2 separate regions of the Mus musculus genome follow, and region 2 is linked to region 1. Evidence: chromatin contacts called from public Hi-C data. All regions are on one chromosome and are shown on one strand. Each heading gives the region's core, a stretch centred on a gene start, on an enhancer-like site or on the middle of the called end of the contact. The rest is flanking DNA. Distances are from core to core; before and after follow the strand shown.

Region 1 (6,065 bases), core at 2,675-5,174:
TATACATGCCCTTCACTCACAGTAGCTGCACTGACCCGTCATAAACTGAAAGTGGCAAATGTGAGCCCCAGCAGGAGAAACAGCCACAGGAGGACCATGGTTTTCCTCGCGGCTGGGGAGCTGTGGGGTTCAGTCACTACCCAGCCGCTAGGACAGTCTCATGTCACATGTTGATCGTCTAGAAAAGATCAGGACAAGGACAATTTCTACTGAAGGTTTTGCTTCACACCACAGCAAAGTCCAGACAGTCCTAAGTTGGGGACATCTTCAAGAACACTGCTCCTAAGTAAGGCAGACCTGCCTGTCAAAGACTCAGGACCTAGGTAGGGGCAGGCAGATGTCACACTATGCTAGGGGACTTGGAAAGCCTACTAGGTCTGAAACCAGGCCAGGCCTGCCAGTCTGCATCTCCAGCAGGCATAAAGCCTGGAACACTGACCACACCCGCCATTCATGCCCAGCTTCCAAACCTTCCCAGGCTTTCCCACTGGGCTCTGGCTCCAGGCTGTAGAATCAGGGAATTCAAGGAAAACAGGGGATGGTCTCAAGAGAGCCATGCCCTCTGGGGCCTTTGCCAAGTTCACAGGGACAGAGGGAGGAGACACTGACTTTGTGGGCTAGATCCTGAGCTCCAAGGCCAGAGGCCACCCCACTCCTGATCCCAGCACTGGGCTAGGGGCTGCTGAGACAAACCCACCCTGCAGCTGGCCATCCCTCCCCAGAATCTTTGTCTTCCTGCCTGAAAATCTGAAAGGAGAGACCCAGGGGGCCCCAGAGCATCGAGAATCTCAGCAGGCAGGGTGCTGACCCTGCACCTCAGTCCAGGCTCAGTAGCAGGAAGCTTGCGAGGCTCGGTGCCAGTAAATGAGATGTGAGAGATTAGAGGTCTTGCTGCCTGATGAGAAGCCGCCTGAAGTTAGAGACAAGTTCCTGGAAGAAGAAGGAAGTTGCACGGTAAATAATGTCAAACGCAGCCCAGGAGCCAGGCTGTCCTGTGATCACTGAGTTGTGAGCGGGAGCCAGGAGCAGGCTGTTCTGTTGGGGGACTGGAGGGGGGGGGGGGCACACGACTAATGAGCTGTCTTGGAGGGAGGGGCAGAACTCAGGAGTGAGGAGCAAGGCCCTGGAAGGAACAGCTAGCATGGAATATACAAAAGCATAGCCTGCTGCCAGCTAGAGCATGGGGGCACCTGGGAAAGTGGCAGGCGCTCACACAGTCTCTAAGCACAGCTGGTAGGGGTCAGGAAGGCCAGGTTTCTCCCAAACTCTGCTGCCCTTAACACCTACCACCTCTAGCCTCTCAGATAGTCCCCTGAGTGGGGACTGTGCTATCTCAAGGATCCCATCCCCTCCCCCTCCATGCAATCTAAGATTCCTGGAGGCTGACTGCTTTCAGAACACACATAGGGACAGTAGTCCTCCAGGATTCCCAGGGTGCTCTCTGCTCCTCCAAGCCTTCTCTGCTGGGCTCCCATGATTCAAAGCTGCCCCTCGAGTTCCCCTTAAGGCAGATCCTGGTGGTGCTACCCCAAAAGGGACCTCAAACTGTGGGTACATCAGACAGACACTACAGTTCCAAGACATGTAGCCTTAGCATTTGTGCTATCTGGGGAGGGGATGATGCAGGAGTTGCTGAGGGTCATTTCGGTCCGGCCAGAGGGGACATGGGGTGGGATAGAGCTGACTCTCTGCAGGAAGAGAAGGAAGGACCGGATCATGAGCTGGTCATGACTGTAACATGTGACCAGTCCCATGACTGCAAGTGTAACACATGACTGCAAGTGTAACACGTGACTGCCTGCCTCTCCAGTTAGGCCAAGGGAGCACACATAGGGTGTGTGGTCTCCTCACTGCTTTGGCTGGCAAAAATGCTCACAAGTGACCAATCTCAGTAAAATTATCTCTATCCTTCCCGTTTCTGTCACAGGACCACCAGGCAGAGCAGCACGGTGGCCCTGTTCCCTCTGAGCCTCTCCTTCCCGCAGGAGTCCTTCCTACTGTTCCTTGTAAGTCTACATCTGACCCATTTGCTTCTCGGCTGCCTGCCAGTCATTACTCTTCTTGGATGTGTGACAATGACCCCAGAAGTCATGGCTTGCAGCAGTTTGGGTGACTGTGGCTTGTCCAGCACCCTAGCTCACCAATGGCCAACAGAGTCTCCAGCCCCTTTTAGAATCACCACATCGGCACCAGCATTAGCTCATGGGCCACCTGTCACCTCTACTCCCCTGTACTATTTTTGGTGTTCCCAGTCTCTATGGCTCACTCAGCATGCTTAGATGCACATATAGCAGGCGGTGAGTGCACACACACACTCAGATGCACACATAGCAGACGGTGAGTGCACACACGCTCAGATGCACACATAGATGAGGAGTTCACATACTCAGATGCACACATAGCAGACGGTGAGTGCACACACACGCTCAGATGCACACATAGCAGATGGTGAGTGCACACACGCTCAGATGCACACATAGATGATGAGGTCACACACTCAGATGCACTGTTTTCTCTGCAGAAGAAGATGGGTGAGAAGCCCTGTGATCTGGAGGAGATGAGGAGAACCTCATAAGCCAATCACAAGCTGGGCATGGTGATGTGTGACTTTAATTTAGTACCAGGTAGGCATGGGCAGGTGGATTTCAAGGCCAGCCTGGTCTACATAGTGAGGTCAGGGAGAGTCAGGACTTTGTAAAGAAAACTTATCTTTAAAAGAAATTAAACGCATGCATATAAACGCATGCATACACACACAAACACACACACACACACACACACACACACACACACACGAACCAAAAAAGATGAATAAACGCCATACAAGGAAAGATCAAACCCCGGAGAGAGTGGATTGCACACACATTTCCCAGCTGGAGTAGGTTGCAACATATGTAAGCTAACTGGCTGGTCCTCAGGAAGACAGGCCCTTTACTTAAAAGGAGTCTAGAAGACCCAGACACAAAGCAAGGTGCTACACATCCCAAGGCCACACATCCCACATCCCACGTGCCTGACTGCCCAGAGGGCCGGAGTAAGTCTGATGACGCAAGACTCATCCAGCCGGGAAGCAGGAGAACACACTTCCATCCCTTGGGGAGGTGGCTTGCCAGGTAGCCTGCTGTGACTCAGTGCTTCCACCCCAGGCCACAGAAGCAGAGGGACTCAGAGCAGGAACAAGGATGCTCCCTGCAGCAACACCAACTCACAAAGGAAACGGGACATGGCTGAAGGTTCCCGACTGGAACTGTGTCCTAGGGCCTGCGAGATGGTTCGGCAGGTGGCTTGCTCCCAGGTCCCAGGACCCAAGGGGTGGTAGGTGAAAACTGGCACCCTAAAGCTTAGGTCTGGACTAGAAAGTTACAAGGCCTCCCCAAAACAAGAAAGGACAACCGACCGACAGGTGGTGGCTCTCAGGAAGATGGCTCCTGACCTCAAGGATTCCACTTAGGCGATGGTTCAAAATCCAGCCACAGTTAACTGTCTAGAGAGATGGACACAAGCTGGGTGATGATCAGCGGAGGGAGGGAGGGAGGGGGATAGTTCTGGAACCTTGACCACGGTCCACTTTTTTTTTCCCCATTTAAAGACAAAGTTTCACTCTGTAACCCACGCTGACCTCAGTCTCATGGCAATCCTGCTGCCTCAGCCACTGCCCCAGTGCAGGGGTAGCAGGCCTGAGCCACCACCACAGCAGCTTCATGGTCCCCCCTCTTGATGGGAGTGGCCACAACACGGGAGCTCATTTGCTGTTCGAATTGGCTTGTTGTGCGGCACAAATATGCCTTGTGTGCTTTTCGGTAGGGGAGTTAGATCTCATGTCTGAAGCAGAAAAACAGGAGAGAGACTCTGTACAGAGCCCTGCCAGATCCCTCCCGGCCCCTGCGGAGGCCAGCTAATGCAGAAGTAAGCTAATAAGGCCCCTTTAGCCTCACAGGAACTGAAACCCACTGTCTTCGGTTTGCACAGCGACCCTGCCTGCTGTGACCCCTCTTATGCTCACTCCTTACCCTCAGGGCACAGTGCTAGGTTTCCTGATATGTGGGTGGGGGGTGGGGGAGTGAGGGGGTGGGAGTGGGCTGGGGGGATCCCCATAGGGGACATGCGAGGACTTGGGGGAACTGCTCTCCCTTTTCCTGCCCTCCATCATGACAGGGGAACTTGGCATGGCGGCGGGGAAGCTACACGAGCCAAGTATTTGCCCACTGCTAAGCCCAGCCGGCAACCCACACTCTCCTAGCACCTGCCTTTACCCCTCCCCCAGGCTGTAATGGTGGCGTCCCTGGTCTCCTCTGGACCAGTGCCCTATGGAGGGGTGGGCTGAGTGGCTGGGAAGGACGTTCTCCCCGTTTACTGGGGCCAGCTGCTATCTACAGCTCCAATCTGCTGCCTCTCTTTATCTCTGAGGGGACCGCCGGGTTCCCAGCAGCCTCTCCACAGCTCGCTTCCTGCCAGCGGTCCAGCATTACAGGAATACGCACACACAGCACACTGAACCATGAACTCAGCATGTGAGAGTGTGCTCACACACGTGCCCACACCCAAGAGCCTGCACCAGCCTGGCCAGGTGCCAGGGAGTCAGATATAACCCCAGAGACAGCTCTCCCTGCAAGAAACCCTGGCCTGAGTCTCTTAAAATCCTCCCTCAAGTGGCAAGAGATGGTGAGGGTGGGTTGCTCTTGATGTTCTCTGGACTGTCTGGGGAGGCACATAGCACCTGTTCTCCATGTGTACAGCCAGTGGCCAAAGGTCAAGGGGCACTGGACCAAGTGACTCTCCTGTGTCAGTCACTCAGAGACACACAGGCTGCCCATGTGCCCCTCCCTCATCAGCCACACAGCCTGCCATTCAGCAAGTCCCAGAATCAGGCACTTGGCTAAGCACATGGAGCATGACACATAAAGCCCCAGGGTCAGCTGCACAGAGCAGGTGATACAAATATGCACGTGTGGCCCTTGGACAGTGGGATAGAAAAATACTGTGTCACCCAGGAAGAGGGCCCAGTCCTTCCCGTGTCAGGATGGGCTCCCTAGAGGAAGAATCTTCTAGCTGAGACCCAAAGACAGGGAAGCTGAGGACCAAGGGCATTTGCTGATGGCTGGGATGGAGAAAGGGCCCGGGCAGGAGATGCTAGGACTACAGAGGGAAGCAGAGAGGTACATTTGGGGACAGAATATCACAAGGCTAAAGTGCTGGTGAAAAGCCCCAGGCTTCGTCAAGAGGCTGGGTCGGGAAGGAGTGGCTGCAGAGATGGCTCAGTGGGGAAAGCGTTAGTCCATAAGCGTGAGGACCTCGTGCCACCCCAGCACCCATGGAGGAAATGGTAATGATGCCCAGCACCAGAAGTCCCCGCTCTGGTGAGACAGGCAAGCACAGTCCTAGGGCTTGATGGCTGGTGTCTACCCTAATCAGTGGGTCCCATGTCCCAGAAAGAGACACGGTCTCCAAAATTAAGGAGGACAGACAAATAACAACTGAGGTTGACCTCTGGCCTCCGTGTGTGTGCACATACATGCATGTGTGTGCCTACACATAAACAATAAATAAAAGGGTCACCTATGGCAGACACTCAGGTCACCCTGCCCTGCCCAGAGTAGTGGCTGTGGGGAGAGGAGACAACTAGCAGGGTGAGGTGACCCTGTGACTGCAGACAGGACATAGTCAGAGAGGAAGAGGGACTGGGTCAGCCTGGGGACCAGGGTCAAGGCAGAGGACTAAAGGAGACAACTCTATAGGAGGCTCCTTACCCTAGGAAGGGTGTCTTGTTCTCAACTGTCACTAGTTGAGAAATGACAAAGCTAAAGAATTGAGAGGCAGGAAGTGTTTGGAGCAGAGCAAGTAACAGCAGGAAAATCTCAGGCACCCCAGACACAGAGTCAGCAGCTGAAGGTAGGAAGCCCTTGCTGGGGTGAGGTACCACACTCACGTCAACACACGGAGAGAAAGGCTCTGCACAGCAAAGGGAGAACTTGGAAAGCCAAAACTCCAGTCTCTTCCCAAGGCCTGTGTGGTTTACTGCCTCTGAAGGGTTCTCTTCCCCTACTGAGGATTGAAGAAGCTAGTTT
Region 2 (6,638 bases), core at 3,216-5,715, 580 kb before region 1:
AACAGGTCCTTAATTTTACTACAATAGGACATATCCTCCATTTCAGGTATAGGTCATACTTACACGGTTTTTTCTTCTTGTACTTCCCATTCCACAGTCCTGACTGTGGACCGCCGCTCTTTTTATCATCACATTTGTTTATTTGTGGTGTGTGTGTGTGTGTGTGTGTGTGTGTGTTCAGGTATGCATGCTAAGATGTATGTGTGGAGATCAAAAACCAACTTACAGCAGTCAATTCTTTCCTTCCACTGTGTAGATCTCAGAGCTTCAGCTCAGGTTGTCTCTCTCAGTGGCAAACAAACACCTTTACCCACTGAGCCATCTTGTCAGCCCCGAAGGTTCCATTTGGGCCTTTCGCCTCCTCGGGAGTTAGGGTTTCTCTCCGTTTGCTATGGTTATCACTGCTTTATGCGTACCTAACTCCTCTTCCCCTCCATCCCCCACCCCCCAGTGTACTAGAGATGAAGAAAGAACTCAGTGCCTGAACTAAAGCTTTACCACTGAGCCGCAGCCCAGCCCAGCACAATGAGAGAGGGAGGGGTGAGGTTCATTTCTTCCTTTGTTGAGACAAACATCCATAGTGCCCAATCTCTGGTACTCTTTTCTGTCCCCTCTGCTCCTTTGTCCCTGAGTAAACCGGGAGGTGTTTGTGTTACAGCTTTAAACTGTTGATTTAGGAAGTGGTACTTAGAAAGGCCTGCTACTTAGACTCTCCGGGATTTGTGTAAGGGTTAGAATGAGCAGCTGGCTTCTACTGGGATTATGTTACAAATGTGCTTATGTTAGTGAAACCCCAGGTTGGAAAGGTGTGCCATTTTTGCACAATTGGGTTTCACAGACAGTAAGTGTGCTACATTCCACAGAAGGGTGGGGGCATGCCACCGCTTGAATCCCTTGCATCTAGGAAATAGTTGACTAAGGGCACTGGTGGCTGCCTTTTGAGATCCACCTTGGTGCCAAGCTGAGACCATGGGGAGTCCACATTGAACTCAAGGACCTCCATTAGCCTGGCTGACTCTCTGGGAGCCATGCTAGCCTGTCTCCTTCCTCCCCATCTCTCAAGTGTCAAACCCGCATCCTCTGAATGTCCTCTGCCAACCTCCTTTCATCCATAAACCCTTCATCCCCTCATCCCAATCATATTCACTTCATGCAACCCCCTCCTGTCTTGATGTCTGCTCCTCAAAGGGCATAAGCCATAGAAACCCTGGTTTAGAGCATAGAGGTCCCACAGGCCAGATTGCCTCCATGACATTCTAAACTGGACCTGTGAGGGATGAGCCGTGGCTCTAAGTTCTCTGCATCTTCCCCCACCAGCCCTCCTCTGGGCTGGCCCTGTGACTTACTTTGGTCAGAAGAATGTGACTGAGGTAGCCACCGTATGATATTTGGGAAACCTTGAAGCCTGTGCTCCTCCTGCTTCAGCACCGTGCTGAGGTCTCTCTATGGAGAAATGACTTCAGGGACAAAAGACAAGGTGGACAGAGAGGCACAGACACAGACACCCTGGGACAGCAGCTTCCCTTGCAGCTGATGTCCCAGCCTAGGGTCATCATGGACGCCCAGAAGCAGACCTGCCAGCTAATGGAAGCTGTGAGGAGCCGGGCCAGTGAATGCCCAGCAACCTGAGGGTGGTGAATAGGAGCAGTCTGTCACTGTTTCTCCTTCAAGCTACTGGGTTTTAGAGGTTGGTTGTTTCCTATCAATTATAACCAACACAGCATCTATTTATAAATGTCACTTCCTGCCTGCTACTGGTATAGTTGATGTGTGAATAGCAGCTTGTGCCTGGACATAGCACACCAGGCCCAGGCGTGTAAGAGGTTTTACTGGGGACAAAGAGGGGAAAAGAGAGAAAACAAAGGATGGGGGAGGGGAAAAGTCTATCTTTTATATGGGCTGTGATATCACCTGTTTGCAGCTAAGTGTGGGAAGTGGGCTCTGGGAAGGTATGTAGTTGCCATAGCAACCAGTGTCACCTATGTGTGACATTCTGAGTTTGGAGCCCATTGGCAAAACTGGTCTTTTGATGCCAACAATAGTGGTTTGTTTGTTTTGTTTTGTTTTGTTTAATTTCAAGGGTCATGTTTCTGTTTATAGTATATTTGTATCTGTGTGAGCCCTTAAGTGCCACACTGCTTTTGTGAAAGTCAGAGAACAACTAGCAGGCATCAATCTCCTTCCACAACAGGGGACCCAGGGACTGAACTCAGGTCCCCAGGCTTGCTACAAGCACCTTTACCCGCTGAGGTGTCTTGCCAGCCCTGACATAGTGATTTTTTTACTCCCTGCATTCACTAACTATCAGCTCCTATACTTTACCTAAATCTTGCATGCTTCCCCATTGGTAGCTACCTATAAATGGCTGCTTCATCTCTACCTTTTCAATCCTTCCCTCATCACTGACTCTTCTTAATGATCTCTGACCATCCTCCAAACCAGCTTCAAACAGAAGCGGGCAGGTGTGACTGGGCTGTAGCTCAGAGGTGGACCCCTCCTGTAGCTGACAGTAACGGGCTGTTAGGTCAGACACAAAGATGGTCAAGAAGTGCTATTAAGTCAAATAGCAATTAGACCCGGGAGCTGCAACATTCCAACCCCTGCGCAGCAATCGCTGAAGTTCTAATCAGCTGAGCCTTTAGGAAGGTTCTTCCTGCATAGAATAAGCTCAGTTTACTGAGAGTATTAGTAGGTTTTCTTCTCCGATGGAATAAGCCAATTCGAGTCGAATTGAGAATATAAAAGAAGGCTTATTGGGAGCAGTTCTCAGGTGGGTTCACTGGTCTCAGAGAACGAGGTCAGGGAGATCACTATAGACAGGGAGACAGAGAAAGAGCACACCTGTAGAGAGGAGGAATGGAGAGAGAGAGAGAGAGAGAGAGAGAGAGCGCCCTGGGGTGACTGGTGGGTCCTTTTATCTTCAGCACTCACCTGGTACACCTGGCAACCGCAAGCGATGACATAAACAGTTGCTAGGTCTCTGAGAGCAGGCCAGTGGAATTGCCTGTATATTTATTTACTGGGTTAAGGTTAGGGGTCCGGGTTTGAAATCTCATAGATGTGTGCTTTTTCCTCAGAGTGACTGTGCTGTTCAGGAGTGCTCTGAGGTCACTCAGAGACTGCTCTGCAGTTTTCCTTTCTTGAAAACTCATCAGACTTAGGATTGCTTCAGTAAAACATGGGGAGACCCCCTGTTCCCTTTTCTAGAATAGCTTGTTCAAGATTATCACCATTTTTCTGTAACCTCTTGGTAAGTTCACATAACAGTCTGCACTGGAGCCAGAGAAGAGGCTTGGCGTTTAAAAGCACCGAGGACCTGGTTCCGTTCCCAGCATGCACATGTCCGCCACAACCACTGTAGCTTCAGTGCTAGGGGAATCTGGCGCCCTCTTCTGGCTTTTGCAGGTACTGCAAGGAACGTAATGCACCTACTTGAAGGCAAAACTCTCTTACACATAAGATAAAATAAATATTTTTTAAAAGACAGACTATGCTGAAAGATTTCTTTTGTGGAAGCTTTTAAATTGCAGTTTGCATTTGATATTTCTAAAACTACCCAGATGTTTCTTTACTTACGCTAATATTGGGAGATCCCAGATGTTTCTTTACTTACTTCTTTATCTAATATTGGGAGATGTGGGTTTTTTAGGGGCCACCGTCAGCTTCTCAAGCTCACAAGTGTGAAGAGTCGCTATTATTTATTTATATTCCATATTGATTGGGCCTGAATTATACTCTTTTGATAGTTTTTCTGCTGCATTATTTCTGTCCTTTCCAAGCTCCAAACCCAGGGAGTCTGTGTATTCAATTTTTTTTAAAAAGTTGCTGTTTTATAGATTATGTGATTAATTCTACATTCAGTTTATCATTACCAAGATGGCCACTCTTGCAGGCAGCCTTGACGGGGTGGACAGGTGATTCAGCTGTGTGGCCAGGCGAGATCCAGAGACCACACAAGAAGCAAGGAATAACAGGACAACACACACACCACTTATGGGTCCCTGAGAGAAGGATGAGAATGGGGTTAGAGGGATGACCGTAGACATTGCTGTCCCACTAGCAGATGGGAGGGGGCAGGGAGGATAAGGGAAGGAAGAGAGAGCAAGAGAGGAGACAGGAAGTCAGTGTAAGTGGGGGAAGTAGGGAAGAAGCGGGGGGCGGTGCAGAGGAGATGGGCATAGAAGGGAGAGGAGAGGGGAGAAGAGGCAGAGAGGGGAGAAAAGATGAGACAGGAGGGGAGGGGGTCTGCAGGCTGTGATGTCACTCTGTCCCTATGGTGTCCTCAATGCCTTCTCCAGAGCTGGCTTACAGCACACACACACACACACACACACACACAGAGAGAGAGAGAGAGAGAGAGAGAGAGAGAGAGAGAGAGACTTGGTGATGTCCCCCGGTGCTGCCCTCTGCCCTCTGGTTTCCAGTGGTCAGCAGCAGTGGAGTTCAGAGTGAGCACAATGAGAAAGACCAGACCTCACGGTCAACCTCTCGGGAAGGAAGGGAAGTCTGAACTAGGCCAGAGGTGACGGGGCGTGACAGGGCTGCAAATAACTTAGCTCTGAACCCCAGATGGTTGTGGAAGCAGAAAATGCAATAAACACACCAGGACAGCGGCAGCTCTCAACACCCTTGGCCTCCACAGCTCTTTCCACCCTGTACAGCCAAAGTCCCACCCACAGAACAGTAACTTCATGTGCCGCACCACCAGCGGTCCATGTCTGCCTCTGTGGTTTTTCTTTTACTGTATGAGTGTGTGGTGAATGTGGGGGAAGGGGACGGGACATGTGTGTTTCTGGGGAGGGCACCGCAGCTCAGAAGTGGACATCAGAGGACAGTTTGCAAGAGTCTGTTTGAACCTCCCACCCAGTAAGTTTCAGGGCTTTGAGACATCTTGTTAGCCCTAAAATGATGTCTTCTCAAAAGAAAAGAAAATCCTGTGTGTGTGTGGGGGGGGCATGTGTATGTGGCATGTGTGTGTGTGTGTGTGTGTGTGTGTGGTGTGGTGTGTGTGTAGCATGTGTGTGTGTGATGTGTGTATTTGTGTGTGGTGTGTTTGCATGTGTTTGTGTGTGTATGTGTGTGTGTATATATGTGTAATATGCAAGTCTACAAAAGTGTCCATCATCTGTCAGGAGGGGGAAGAGGAATCCTCTCTTATGGAGCTTTTACATTACTCAGAGTCTTTCATTGAAACTGGAGTTCTCTGTAGTTCAGGCAGGCTGGAAGCCAGCAAGAACCAAGGAAAAATACCTTTCTTTCTTTAAAAAAAAAGATAGTTAGATAGATGATAGATAGATAGATAGATAGATAGATAGATAGATAGATAGAAAGAAAGAAAGATAGATAGATAGATAGATAGATAGATAGATAGATAGATAGATAGATATACATGATAGATAACAGATGGATAGATAGATACATAGATACATAGGTAGATGACAAATAGATACATAGATAGATAGATGATAGATGACAGATAGATAGATAGATAGATAGATAGATAGATAGATAGATAGTGTGTGTGTGTGTGTGTGTGTGTTTGTGTGTTTGTGTGTGTGGTGTTTGGGCATGAGTGCAGCACACGGGCAAAGGTCAGAGGGCAGGAGTCCATTCTTTCCTTCCATTAAGTGGATCCTAAGGACTGGATCGGGTTGTCAGACTTGGCTGCAGACCTCTTTACCCTCTGAACCCCCATCAGTCCCAGCACTTGCATCACAGGAGTACATGGGCACGCCCAGCTGTATGCACAGGTGCTGGGAATCCTGACACGGTCCTCCCGTGGGCATTCACAGGCAGCAAGAACGCTCATCCACTGAGCCACCTCCTCAGACTCAGTTGTTCTGCCTCACACTGGGAGGTGATGGCATCCCCCCACAGCTGGCATCAGAAGCCAAATCCTCCCTCTTGTCCTTAGAGCACCTTGCCTGATGCTTGCTCTTTTTGTTGGTGTTTCCAAAGCTTCACTGACTCTAACTTACTGTACTTCCTACTGCTTGTCTGTCTCTGCTGTAGGTTTTGCAGCTGACCAGCAAGTGCAGGGAGCCTCTTGTCTGCCTCCTGGCACTGTTATCACAAACCCACGCTGCGGCACCCAGCTTTTGCGTGTGGGTTCTTGGCTTGATCTCGGGTCCTCACGCTTGCTCTGCAGATGTTTTACAGACTCACCTGTCTCTCCAGCCCCAGAGGCCTCGTTCTGACATCATCGAAACATATGTTAATGAACATATGAACAATTCAGCTGGGCGTGGGAGCACACACCTGTAATCCCAGCCCTTGAGAGGTAGAGGCAGGAGGATGAGAATTCAGCATCAGCTTTGGCTACATTGCAAGTTCAAGGCCAGTTTAACTCTGTCTCAAACAACCAGGAAAGCACCCAATTCAGTGGCGTTTAGTATATTGATAGCATGTGCAGCTGTGACCACGATTTACTTTAGAACAGTTCACTGCAGATTCCCACTAGTGTTCTCTGGCCACTGCTCTCTGGTATACACAGGCCCAGGTAGCCCATAATCCCCACTGTGGACTCCCTCTTCTGTGCACTCCCGACACGTGGCACGCTATTGTGACCCTCTGCAATGGCTTTGTCCACTCAGCATATTTGAGGCTCATCCAGTGCTGTAGCACACACTGGCAACTCA

What was found. Hi-C and Micro-C count contacts between places; a contact is called where the count stands out from the background.
Region 2: a contact with region 1 is called in a Hi-C map of peritoneal macrophages, with 19 times the contacts expected there. The contact joins two enhancer-like sites. A contact is called at or near these places in 1 of 39 promoter capture datasets (pre-B cells), 1 of 484 Hi-C or Micro-C datasets (peritoneal macrophages) and 1 of 9 other capture datasets (liver).

What each region holds. Positions count from the first base shown.
Region 1 is chr11:117,876,865-117,882,929 of GRCm38.p6, reverse strand. All of the region lies in intron 2 of Gm11725 (a long non-coding RNA gene), which reads right to left. Among named protein-coding and RNA genes, the nearest start is that of Tha1, 6.4 kb to the right of the region's middle. Within about 2 kb of position 3,924, at least 151 of the 459 cell types and tissues checked have an H3K27ac peak or open chromatin away from gene starts, as enhancers often do. A contact at or near this core is called in peritoneal macrophages, where this site is marked.
Region 2 is chr11:118,457,213-118,463,850 of GRCm38.p6, reverse strand. No RefSeq gene overlaps it. Among named protein-coding and RNA genes, the nearest start is that of Gm11747, 5.5 kb to the right of the region's middle. Within about 2 kb of position 4,465, at least 87 of the 459 cell types and tissues checked have an H3K27ac peak or open chromatin away from gene starts, as enhancers often do. A contact at or near this core is called in peritoneal macrophages, where this site is marked.